Linked DNA regions of Sus scrofa: region 2 is linked to region 1. The links are chromatin contacts, called in public HiChIP or PLAC-seq maps. All regions are on one chromosome and are shown on one strand. Each heading gives the region's core, a stretch centred on a gene start, on an enhancer-like site or on the middle of the called end of the contact. The rest is flanking DNA. Distances are from core to core; before and after follow the strand shown. Region 1 has its middle 30 kb from the start of BHLHA9. Region 2 has its middle 69 kb from the start of ABR.

Evidence for each region. HiChIP or PLAC-seq counts read pairs in DNA pulled down with a chosen protein or histone mark.
Region 2: a contact with region 1 is called in an H3K27ac HiChIP or PLAC-seq map of alveolar macrophages. The contact joins two enhancer-like sites. A contact is called at or near these places in 1 of 5 promoter capture datasets (liver), 12 of 47 Hi-C or Micro-C datasets (alveolar macrophages, blood, brain and 8 more) and 2 of 2 datasets of contacts at active chromatin or transcription factors (alveolar macrophages and skeletal muscle).

Annotation. Positions count from the first base shown.
Region 1 is chr12:46,671,070-46,676,758 of Sscrofa11.1, forward strand. No RefSeq gene overlaps it. Among named protein-coding and RNA genes, the nearest start is that of BHLHA9, 30 kb to the left of the region's middle. Within about 2 kb of position 3,637, at least 10 of the 83 cell types and tissues checked have an H3K27ac peak or open chromatin away from gene starts, as enhancers often do. A contact at or near this core is called in alveolar macrophages, where this site is marked.
Region 2 is chr12:46,741,288-46,746,573 of Sscrofa11.1, forward strand. It overlaps a transcript of ABR not described here. Among named protein-coding and RNA genes, the nearest start is that of ABR, 69 kb to the right of the region's middle. Within about 2 kb of position 2,029, at least 27 of the 83 cell types and tissues checked have an H3K27ac peak or open chromatin away from gene starts, as enhancers often do. A contact at or near this core is called in alveolar macrophages, where this site is marked.

The DNA of each region.
Region 1 (5,689 bases), core at 2,387-4,886:
GTCATACGTATGTGTATGTTCTTTTTCTCGTATTATCTTTCATCTTATTCTATCACAAGTGATTGCATATTGTCCCCTGTGTGTTAAATTTTTAATTTTTTTTTTGTCTTTTGTCTTTTTGTTGTTGTTGTTGTTGCTATTTCTTGGGCCGCTTCCGTGGCATATGGAGGTTCCCAGGCTAGGGGTCGAATCAGAGCTGTAGCCACCGGCCTACACCAGAGCCACAGCAACTCGGGATCCGAGCCGCGTCTGCAACCTACACCACAGCTCACGGCAACGCCGGATCGTGGCCACTGAGCCACGACGGGAACTCCAGCCTCGTGTTTTTAACAAGAGATTGGACAGAGTCTATATTTTTAAATGATAAAAAATGGAGTTCCCATCGTGGCGCAGTGGTTAACGAATCCGACTGGGAACCATGAGGTTGCGGGTTCGGTCCCTGCCCTTGCTCAGTGGGTTAATGAGTCCCCACAGGCCCCCAGAACTATTTGACTTGTGCAGTAGAGTTGGTTAGGAAAGGAAAATAATCCAGGAAGACCGTGGAATAAAATGAGGGAACAAGGGATCAAAAAATATCTATTATTATTGGTTTAAGGTTGTTGTGAGGATTGATGGCATCAATCCACATATGGTATCTAGCAAAGTGCTGGGCGCATTGTAAGCACTCAGTGCATGGTAGCACCGAGGAGGATGGTGACAGTGACCGTGTGGTGACAGTGACCGTGTGATGGTAGCACTGAGGAGGATGGTGACAGTGACGTGTGGTGGTAGCACTGAGGAGGATGGTGACAGTGACCGTGTGTGGAGCACTGAGGATGGTGACAGTGACCGTGTGGTGGTAGCACTGAGGAGGATGGTGACAGTGACCGTGTGGTGGTAGCACTGAGGAGGATGGTGACAGTGACCGTGTGGTGGTAGCACTGAGGAGGATGGTGACAGTGACCGTGTGGTGGTAGCACTGAGGAGGATGGTGACAGTGACCGTGTGGTGGCAGACTGAGGAGGATGGTGACAGTGACCGTGTGGTGGCAGCACTGAGGAGGATGGTGACAGTGACCGTGTGGTGGTAGCACTGAGGAGGATGGTGACAGTGACCGTGTGGTGGTAGCACTGAGGAGGATGGTGACAGTGACCGTGTGGTGGTAGCACTGAGGAGGATGGTGACAGTGACCGTGTGGTGGTAGCACTGAGGAGGATGGTGACAGTGACCGTGTGGTGGAGCACTGAGGAGGATGGTGACAGTGAGGTGGGAGACTGGGGGATGGTGCAGTGACGTGTGGTGGAGCACTGAGGAGGATGGTGACAGTGACCGTGTGGTGGTAGCACTGAGGAGGATGGTGACAGTGACCGTGTGGTGGCAGCACTGAGGAGGATGGTGACAGTGACCGTGTGGTGGCAGCACTGAGGAGGATGGTGACAGTGACCGTGTGGTGGTAGCACTGAGGAGGATGGTGACAGTGACCGTGTGATGGCAGCACTGAGGAGGATGGTGACAGTGACCGTGTGGTGGTAGCACTGAGGAGGATGGTGACAGTGACCGTGTGATGGCAGCACTGAGGAGGATGGTGACAGTGACCGTGGTGGTAGACTGAGGAGGATGGTGACAGTGACTGTGTGGTGGTAGCACTGAGGAGGATGGTGACAGTGGGGATGTGATGGTTGTGACTGTTACCAGGTCTATTTGAGGCTGAAGAACAGGTACAGGTAGGATGCTGGGGAGAGGGAGTTAAAGGACAGGGACCGTGCTCAAGAGAGGGGCCATTAGGGTTTACAGTTTCAGGGCAGAAGCAGTTCCTGGGGATGGAACAGCCCATGCTGAGGTCCTGGAGGTGGGAGTGTGACATGCCTATACCTGCCTGCCCCCTCCTCCCGGCACCTACAAGCAGAGTGTCCAAGCTCTGTATTCTCCTGGGGTCTCACCCAGTGCCCACTCCTCCTGCCTCGGTTCCATGGGGAGTCTCCTGCCACTCCCTGAGGCCTTCTCAGAGGTACCCAATTCTCTCCTCTCCCAGGGCTCCAGGAAGGGGCCAGGGTTTGAGGTCCCCCTGCCCCAGAGAATGAGCGCTCCTGCGGAACAGTCAGGTGGCACACACTGGCGAGTGGTGTGAGCTTGGGCTGCGGGGGAGGTTCCAGAACATAAGGCTATTTTTAGCCTGGCACAGATGCCCAACTCCCCGCCAAGGCAGGGGGCGTGGTAGGTGGGAAGCAATCATTGTTATTATTTTATTAACCATTTAGGATGCCGCGGGCAGTGAGCCTCACCTGGTTTCATCACTAGTTTTCCTGATCACGATTCCTTCCTGCTTGTTACTTCAGGAACAGCATTCTTCCCAAGGGGCCAAAGAAGGGCCAGGGAGAAAATGAAATTGACCAAGTGACAATGAATGAGGGCAAAGAAGGGATACATATTCATCCTGCTCCATCAGCAGTGGGAGTGGGTCCAAAAAAACACTTAGCCTCACAAATTGCTCACTTATCCTCCCCATAGTGAGTTTGCTCCAAATGGTTTGGAAAACTATTGCTGCTCATCAAAGGCGGCAGGCCCGCTGCTGGAAGGGGGCCAGCGGGGGCCCGGCAGGAGTCTGAAATGCGCCTGGATTCATTATCTTTATCTAGTCCAATGTTTTAGTGGTAGGTTTTTGTTTGATTTCAAAGTGAGATGGTTAGGTCATTATGTGTTAAATTATAGCTTTTAATTAGCGAATCTATTGAAATGAAAAGCCTAAGAGAGGCTCACATGCCTCTTAAGTTTTTGTTTGGAATTTATAATTGTCGCTGTTTGGAAATGATTAGTTAGGGGCGTTAAAGTCTTTTTTTTTTTTTTTTAAAGAAAAGCCTCAAATTATATGTTGTTGGGGGAGGGGATAATGGGGGTGCCAGTAAGATAGATACACAAACCTTACAAGCGATGCTATTTGTATTATTACCCACACCCAGTGTCCTTGTATTTGCAGAAAAAGAGGGGGGATGGCTGTTTTCTGATCATTCATGTATGCTTCCCCAAGTTGAGCCGGCGTTGGGAATTGAGGCATCAATGGGTAGTGAGTTGGCCAGAAAAGTGGTTACACCTGATTACAGGTGGAGTTTTGTTTACCATTTACCCATTTTCGATATCCCCCAGAAGGTAGGGGAAATGGGGGGGCCCTGCCTCAACCTTGGTAGATTTTCCCCTTTGATCATCTGGTTTTTGCATTTGGGAGGAATAAGGAAGTTTCCTTGTTCTGACTTTGCGTCTGAGCCTTTCTCCCACCTGGCTTAGCGTGTGCTCGGTTAGTTGCAGAACAATCTTGGATCCAGCAGGGGGCGCGCCACTGCCTTTTTTTTTAGAGCTCCAGCTTCCATCTCTAGCGAAACCACACCCCCACCATCTGCGCCAATGGTGTGATTTTCTCCCGTGTCTGCGTTGGTTCTCCTCTGGTAACAGCAAGGATGTAGATTACAATCTCTGTGCCTTGGGCTTCTGGCTGGGAGCGGTGGTTAAGACGAGTACCCTGGTTTTCTTCATCTTCTCACACCCCAGAAGAGCATGACTGCCCCCTGCACAGGGGGCCGAGGCAGCGAGAGCCCCGAGGAGTTTGAGCCACTTCCCCCCATTCCTTTGCTCTGTGTTCTGCAGGTGCCACGACAGCGGGTGGGAAGCCTCTCTAGGGTGTGGGGTGGACACACATCCACCGTCCCTCTTCCGATCTCCTGTGGTGCTTGGACATCTTGTACCTTGAGCAGCAAATCCATTAGAATGGAGACCAGGGTTGTCCTCTGATCTATTCCTGAGACTCAGCACAGGGCTAATACGGGATACATGATACATAATGCATGAATGAATTCGTGTAAACTGTTGTTTTAATTATTTCATTCTTTCTGTACTGAGCATGTACTTCGTGCCAGGCACTGAGGAACTAGGGATTAAAATATAATCCCTGTCCTCTAGGAGGCTACAATCTGGAGACAAAGACATGACTCTGGGCAACTAGAATTTCTAGCTTCCCCTAGTTAGTGGCCAACTAACTTCATTTAGCCAGCAGGATCCATACCCGTCACAGAGCAGGGGTACATATTGGCTGGACAGACAATATCCTTCTGAAATTAAACCATTTCTTGGAGTTCCCATCGTGGCTCAGTGGTTAATGAACCTGACTAGTATCCATGAGGAGGTGGGTTCAATCTCTGGCCTCGCTCAGGGGGTTAAGGATCCGGCTTTGCCGTGAGCTGTGGTGTGTGTAGGCTGCCAGCTACAGCTCTGATTTGTCCCCTAGCCTGGGAACCTCTATATGCCACGGGTGTGGCCCTAAAAACACAAAAAGCAAACAAAAACAAAAAACAACCCCACTTAGCAGTGAACTTGACTCCCACCTTTTTTCCCAAGGGTGTGAGGGCAGGGCAGGGTTCTAATTCAGATGCCTCAGTCTCCGATGACTTTGAAGCTCCCAAGGACACTCCACATCCCATACTTGCCAGGAAAGCAGGTCACTTCGCAAAGGTCCCTTTGGACCCACAGCCCTTTGGCTGTGCATCAGCGTCTCTGGGAGTGATTTTTCCCTCAGAAGGAGAGATGAGAAAATAGCCCACTAATAAATAGCACTTTGTCCTAGAGGACTTTGGCTGTAATTGAGGTTTTGTTTGTTTTGATTTTGTTTTAGGCGGTAGATTTGATGTGTGGCCACCCCACCTTGCTTTCATCTTTATTCTTAATGATCACACTTAACTCCACTTACAGGAGTAATCAAAGAGGTGAAACCCTCTCCCTGCAGGGAGAATAGCACAGTTAAGAAGCCTGGAAAAAGGAATTGTTTTCTGATGAGCAAATGTCAAATTTTATAGGAGATTAGCTTTGGGTATTAACGAGAAGGTTGTCATTATGGCCTGAAGCAACTATTCGCATCTCTAGAGCTCTGATGGCCAAGAAAGCAGAATAACTGTTTGAGAAGTGCTTTAATGTACATATTTTCGTCCCTGAAAAAGGCTAGAGCATAAAACAAGTAAACAGAAAGACGCTAAATCTTTTTGACTCTTGCAGCAATAAAACCCCAAAACTTAGTTTTTATAATTTCATGGTATTGAAGATTTTACTAGAATTGACATTTTGTAAATCACACAATGGCTCCGGCTCCAGCTGTGTGCACTGGTTTTAATCAAATACTGTCTGTCACTTAGATTACATTTCTCCCTCCATAGCCCCCCAGCTATGGGTCCCAATGACTGCAATTAAAACCACTTCACTACATGGTTTTACAGGGGAATTCTACCAAACCTTTAAAGAGAAAATAATCTCAGCGCTGTTTAAACTGTTACATGCTATAGAAAGAGAAGGAAAATATTCAAAATCTTTTAGAAATAAGAGCATAAGACTGATATCAATCCCATGAAGACTTCACTAAATATATATAGGTGTAGTTCATTAATTAATATTAATGCAAAATGTTCCAATGCAATATGAATAGAATATAGTATATTAAAATTAATATATCCTGATGACATGGAGTTTATTCCAGGAATTCAAGGATGGTTCAACATCTGGACCTCTGCTACCAAAACTTAGAACTTCCTCTCCTGGTGACTAGATAATTTATAACAATCCTTTCCACAAAGAAAAAATTTTCAAGTTAGACAAAGTTTAACAAAAATATTTTTTAAGGCATCAAAGAATTAATAAGAGATCAATTACTCAGTGAAATCTGGGAGAGGTTGGGAAT
Region 2 (5,286 bases), core at 779-3,278, 69 kb after region 1:
TGAGGGGAAGTACTGCTGTCTCAGCCTCGGGGTGGCTGGGCAAGTCATGGGGCAGGGAAATGCCCCCCTGGCCTCTGACAACTGTTAGCTCTGTCTGCTCATCCCAGGGAGCTGTGCCAACATCAGCATTTCCTGCATGTGCCACAGTGTGGAAAAGTTCGGAAAGCACCCCTCTGTCCTGCCCCCCCCCTTTTTTTTAAGGACTGCACTCACAGCATATGGAGGTTCCCAGGCTAGGGATCTAATCGGAGTTACAGCTGCCAGCCTGTGCCAGAGCCACAGCAACGCCAGATCCGAGCTGCGTCTGCGATCTACACCACAGCTCATGGCAACGCCGGATCCTTAACCCACTGAGCGAGGCCAGGGATCGAACCTGAAACCTCATGGTTCCTAGTCGGATTCGTATTCACTGCGCCACGACAGGAATTCCTGTCCTGCCCTTCTGAGACTAGAGGGGCAAACCCCTCCGCTGCTCGCTCTGTCCCTGCTGGGAGTTAGGCTTTGGCAGTGAACTCACACCAACTTTGTCCTTACCATTCCCCCCACTCCGCCCTGTCCGCTCAGTTTCCGTTGCCGCAGGGCTGACGTTACAGGCCCAGAGCTGGTACAGCCCCTCTGAGGCAGGCGGGCAGCCCTGGCCAACCCCAGGACTCCCGTCTAATCTTGAAGCTGTAGCCCAGCTCTGAGGAAGGAAGAGGCCTGAGGCCCTGTCAGGAGCGGCTCCCAGCTTCCTGCTCTGCAGATACGACTTTATTTCCCTTGTCCCTGGGCAGCACTGACCAGCGGGTGAGGTTCCTCCCTCCCTTCCCCCAAGGAACCGGAGACATCTCCCAAAAGTGCACTGTGCGCAGACCTGGAGGACAGGGGCTCCTCTTTGTGTTTGGGGCCAAGGAGGCCCTGAGCAGAGTGAGGTCAGAACTTGTCAAGGTAGCCCTTGCCTGGCTGGATGTAACAGGACCAGGGAGAGAGTGGAGGCTGGGCCAGCCAGGGATCAATGGCCAAGAAGCTCCTGAGCACAACCTGGAGAGCTGCTTTATGTCTTTGGAAAGACTGCCCCCTGACTCCCCTTTTTGTAGCAGAAAAAGTGCTAAGGGGGTAGTACAGCCGCAGATCACATTTTACTCTTTTATTATCTAAACTTTTACAGTCGTGGCTTTATTAATTTCACAACAGGAAAAACAAACCGAATAAACTTAGAGTTAAAAAAAAAAGAGACCCAACAGCCTATATGCTTCACACCTTCCTTGAGGTCTCTGATACATGTGAAATGCATACAAATGAGCAAGTGACAGGGTGCTAATTGCAGTGTGGCTTCTGAGCCACAGCTTGGGTATTCTTCACAGCAGGCCTGGTTCCTGTTTCTACATTCTTCCCTGCTACCTGCAGAGGCAAAGAGAACTTGTTTTCTAGGATAAGGAAGCTTCCACACCTTCCCCAGCTCCCTCAGAAGAAGGAGGGTCTGCGTGGGGGAGAGTGCCTTGTCCTCAGAACCAGACACTTTGGGAACCAAGATGAGGCAGGCCAGGGGGAAAGTCAGCTCCTGTTCATGGCTCCAATCACGTTCTTGACAAGACAGAACCTCTTCCTTTTCGGTCCTCCAGCCACATTGGAAATCAGCAGAAGCGCTGGCCGCGTGTACTGCTCCTGGTCTCTGTGGCCTTGTAGGAAGTTAGGGCTCCTCGTGGGCCTGGACGGAAGCGTGGCTGCTCGTGTGTGCAGCTCCATGTGTGGCCCTGGGGCCAGAGCTTCTCTGTGGCTGCTTCCTCATCTGTGGTTAGTCATGTGGGAGGCAAATAGGGTCTCTTTTTACAAAAGCAGCCCTATTACTTCCAGAGGAAAAAAAAAAACCAGCTCAGCCTCCCTGAGAGCCCCCAAAGAACTAACCGCCTGAGTGGAGACCCTGGCCAGCTAGGCCTGTCTTAGCAGCTTTGCTCCAACAGTGCATCTGCCCCAAGAGCCAAGGATCTGAGGGGCAGGGCAGGCCTGGAGCCAGGTCCAGCTGGTACTAAGAAGAGCCACCATGACCTTTCTAGCCCATCTGGGTGGTTGCTGCTCTCTTCTGCTTCGGGCTGCCTGGCCTCTAGCCTGTGTACAGGGGCCTCCTGCCAAAGAGACTGCTCTCTGGGGAAACTGGAACCAAGTCAAGATCTCTTTCTGGCTGCGCTGTCTCTCCCAGTGGTCCCAGGCCCCCTGGGGGTCCAGAAAGGGGACCCTTCCTAGCATCCTTCCCCCCTCTGCGGGTGGCCTGTGGCCACCGTCGTGTAATGAGCACGTGGCTTCCTGGAGGAAAGAAGCTTGCATAAGCAGATAGAAATAGGAACCTGGAAAATAACTCTGTGGGGCATGTAAGGGGTTGAGCAAGGAGTTGTCTAGAAGACACTGGGCCATGGGAGGGAGCGTGGGGGGAAGAACCGTGTGTCATCCGCGTCATGGCTAAGATCTAAGGAGGTCAGCGAACGTAGGCTCAGGAGGGGTCAGGCGGTCTGGGGGGGTGGCAGCAGGCAACGTCTTCCTGTCTGCCACCTGTCAGACTAGACATTGGGCACAGGGCCCACCCCAGATGGGGTGCACAGGGGCGGGCCTTGGAGATCTTTTAGCTGGAAGCTGGGGCCGCTGCGGCTCCTGGCGCCCAGCCCTCACCCTCTCCACCCAAAGCACAGGATCAGGCCCTCTTCCTGGTGGCTCTGCACTAGGAGTGATTCTAAGTGTCCCTCCAGTTCTCAGCTGAGCCTGGACCAGGCAGGCTCAGAGATGAGTGGCCCCTCAGCACTGGGAAGTGCTTTTCCCCGGGTGGCTTCACAGGGGAACCAAAATCCCTCAGAGCCTCTGCCTTTTGAGGTTCTATAGGAAGGTTTCTCAGAAGTGCAGAGTCTTTCCTTAGGAAAGTGAATCTCATCCCTCTCCTGCAGTGTTTTCTTCCCCCAAGGCCTCTAGCTCTCTTTCGAGAACAAAGAATTTTTGAGAAAGTTCTGAGTGTTCTGGTCTTTTGGGGGGCTAGGGTAGTAGAGACATGAAAATTCGGATAAGGCAGGATGTACAGCAGATACCTCAGTCTTCTCCTGCATTCTCCTGAGAGGGTGGCTAAGGGACACTTTTCCTTAAAGCGCTCCTTACAATACTTGGCTGCACCTGAGCCGGGCAGGGCTGGAGGCTGCTTTTCTGAGAGACGTAACTGTCCTATTGCTTCGCAGAACACCGTAACCGCCAGGGACACTCCAGGGACAGGCCTCATGTCCAGGGATTAGTTGAAAGACCCAAGAGCTTGTGAGACTTCAGTTGAGCAAGAGGGTGAAAACGCATCGTAGCGTCTTTGCCCTGCTCCTCCCCCAGGAGGGTCGCTTTAAGAGCGCCTCTCTTAAATTCATGATAGTGTCAGGTGCCAAAGCTGCCTGGTATGCCCTTTCTTGCCAGCGAAGCTATCTTACGGTATCGGAGGCTAGGATGCCTTCTGCAGCACCACGTGACTGGATGGGCACAGTCACGTGGTGACTGTCTTAGCTCAGGCTGCTCTAACAACATGCCATAGACTGGGCGGCTTGAACAGTGGGTACTTAATTCTCACAGTTCTGGAAGCTGGGACATCCAAGATCAAGGTGCCAGCGTGGCCAAGTTCTTGGTGAGGGCTCTCTTCCTGGCTTGCTGTCGATGTCTTCTTGCTGTGTGTCCACATGGCAGAGAGAGGGCTCTGTCTCTTCCTCTTCTTATAAGGGAGCCAATCCCTTTATGGGAACCCCACTCTCATGACCTATTCCAAACCTAATTACCTCCCAAAGACCTCACCTTCAAATACCTTCACATTGAGGATTAGGGCTTCAGCCTGTGACTTTCTGGGGACATAAATAAATATTCAGTCCATAATAGCTGTTGAGAGCTTGGACTCCGGACCCAGTTAGATCTGAGTGTGAAGTTGGGTCTACCACTTAGAGAGGTGTGACTTCGAGTCTCATCTGTAAAGTAGGGATAATGATGTGTCTTTAATACATGGAAGCATCATGTATTAAAGGTTAGAGTGACATAAAAACAGAGACTGGAGTGGTGGTGAGCAGGGGCTGGGAGGTGACAGAAATGGCGAGATGTTGGTCAGAGGTTACAAACTTTCTGTCCTAAGATGAATGAGTCCCAAGGACCTAATGTACAGTATAGTGACTCTAGCTAACAATACTCTATTGAATACTTTAAATTTTCTCAGAGAGTAGATTATTTATGTACTTATTTATTTATTTTTTTAGGGCCATACCGGCAGGACATGGAGCTTCCCAGGCTAGGGGTCAAATCGGAGCTGTAGCCGCCGGCCTACGCCACAGCCAGAGCAAAGCGGGATCCGAGCTGCATCTGTGACCTACACCACAGCTCACTGAAACACTGGATCCTTAACCCGCTGAGCAAGGTCAGGGATCGAACCCGTGTCCTCATGGATACTAGTCAGGTTCGTTAACTGCTGAGCCATGACAGGAACTCCAGAGAGTAGATGTTAAATGATCTTACCACACACAGAAAGTAACTATGCGAGGTAGTAGATGTGTTAACTAGCCCCATTGTGGAAACCATTTCGCAGTGCACGCTTACATCCTGTCATCACCATACCGTACACCTGTGTTTTTGGTCACGCCGTGGCATGTGAAAGTTCCCAGGCCAGGGGTCAGACCCAAGCCTCAGCAGTGACAATGCTGAAACCTTAAGCTCTAGGCTACCAGGAAGCTCCCATACTGTATACCTTAAACTTACACAATTTTATCGATTATATCTCAATAAACCTGGAAAGAAAAAAGTAAGCATGAACATCCTATCTCAGCCTCGAGACTAGATCGTAAACATTGGTGAAGCCAAGTATGCATTGACTGAAGGGCTTTTAGGATTTGATGCCTCTGCCCACAAACTCACAGGTGGGAGGTGATCCTGAACTTCTGTGGGCTTTGCAGAGGGTAGGAGTTGTCCCAGAAAGACTTCTTTGGCGTTCTCATTGTGGCTCAGTTGGCTCAGGACCCAATGTTGTATCTGTGAGGATGCGGGTTCGATCACTGGCCTCACTCAGTGGGTTAAGGATCTGGTGTTGCCCATGGCTGTGGTGTAGGCTGGCAGCTCCTCCTCCGATATGACCGCTGGCCCGGGAAATTCCATAGGCCGCAGGTGAGGCCATAAAAAAAAAAAAAAAAGAAAAAAGAAAAAGAGAAAGAAAGAAAGAAAGTGTTCTTTATAAAGACAGGCCTAAGACAAGAAGACAAGCCCGTAGTGTCCCTGACTCATGCTGTGGTCACTTGCTACTTTAACCACAGTTGACACTTTTCC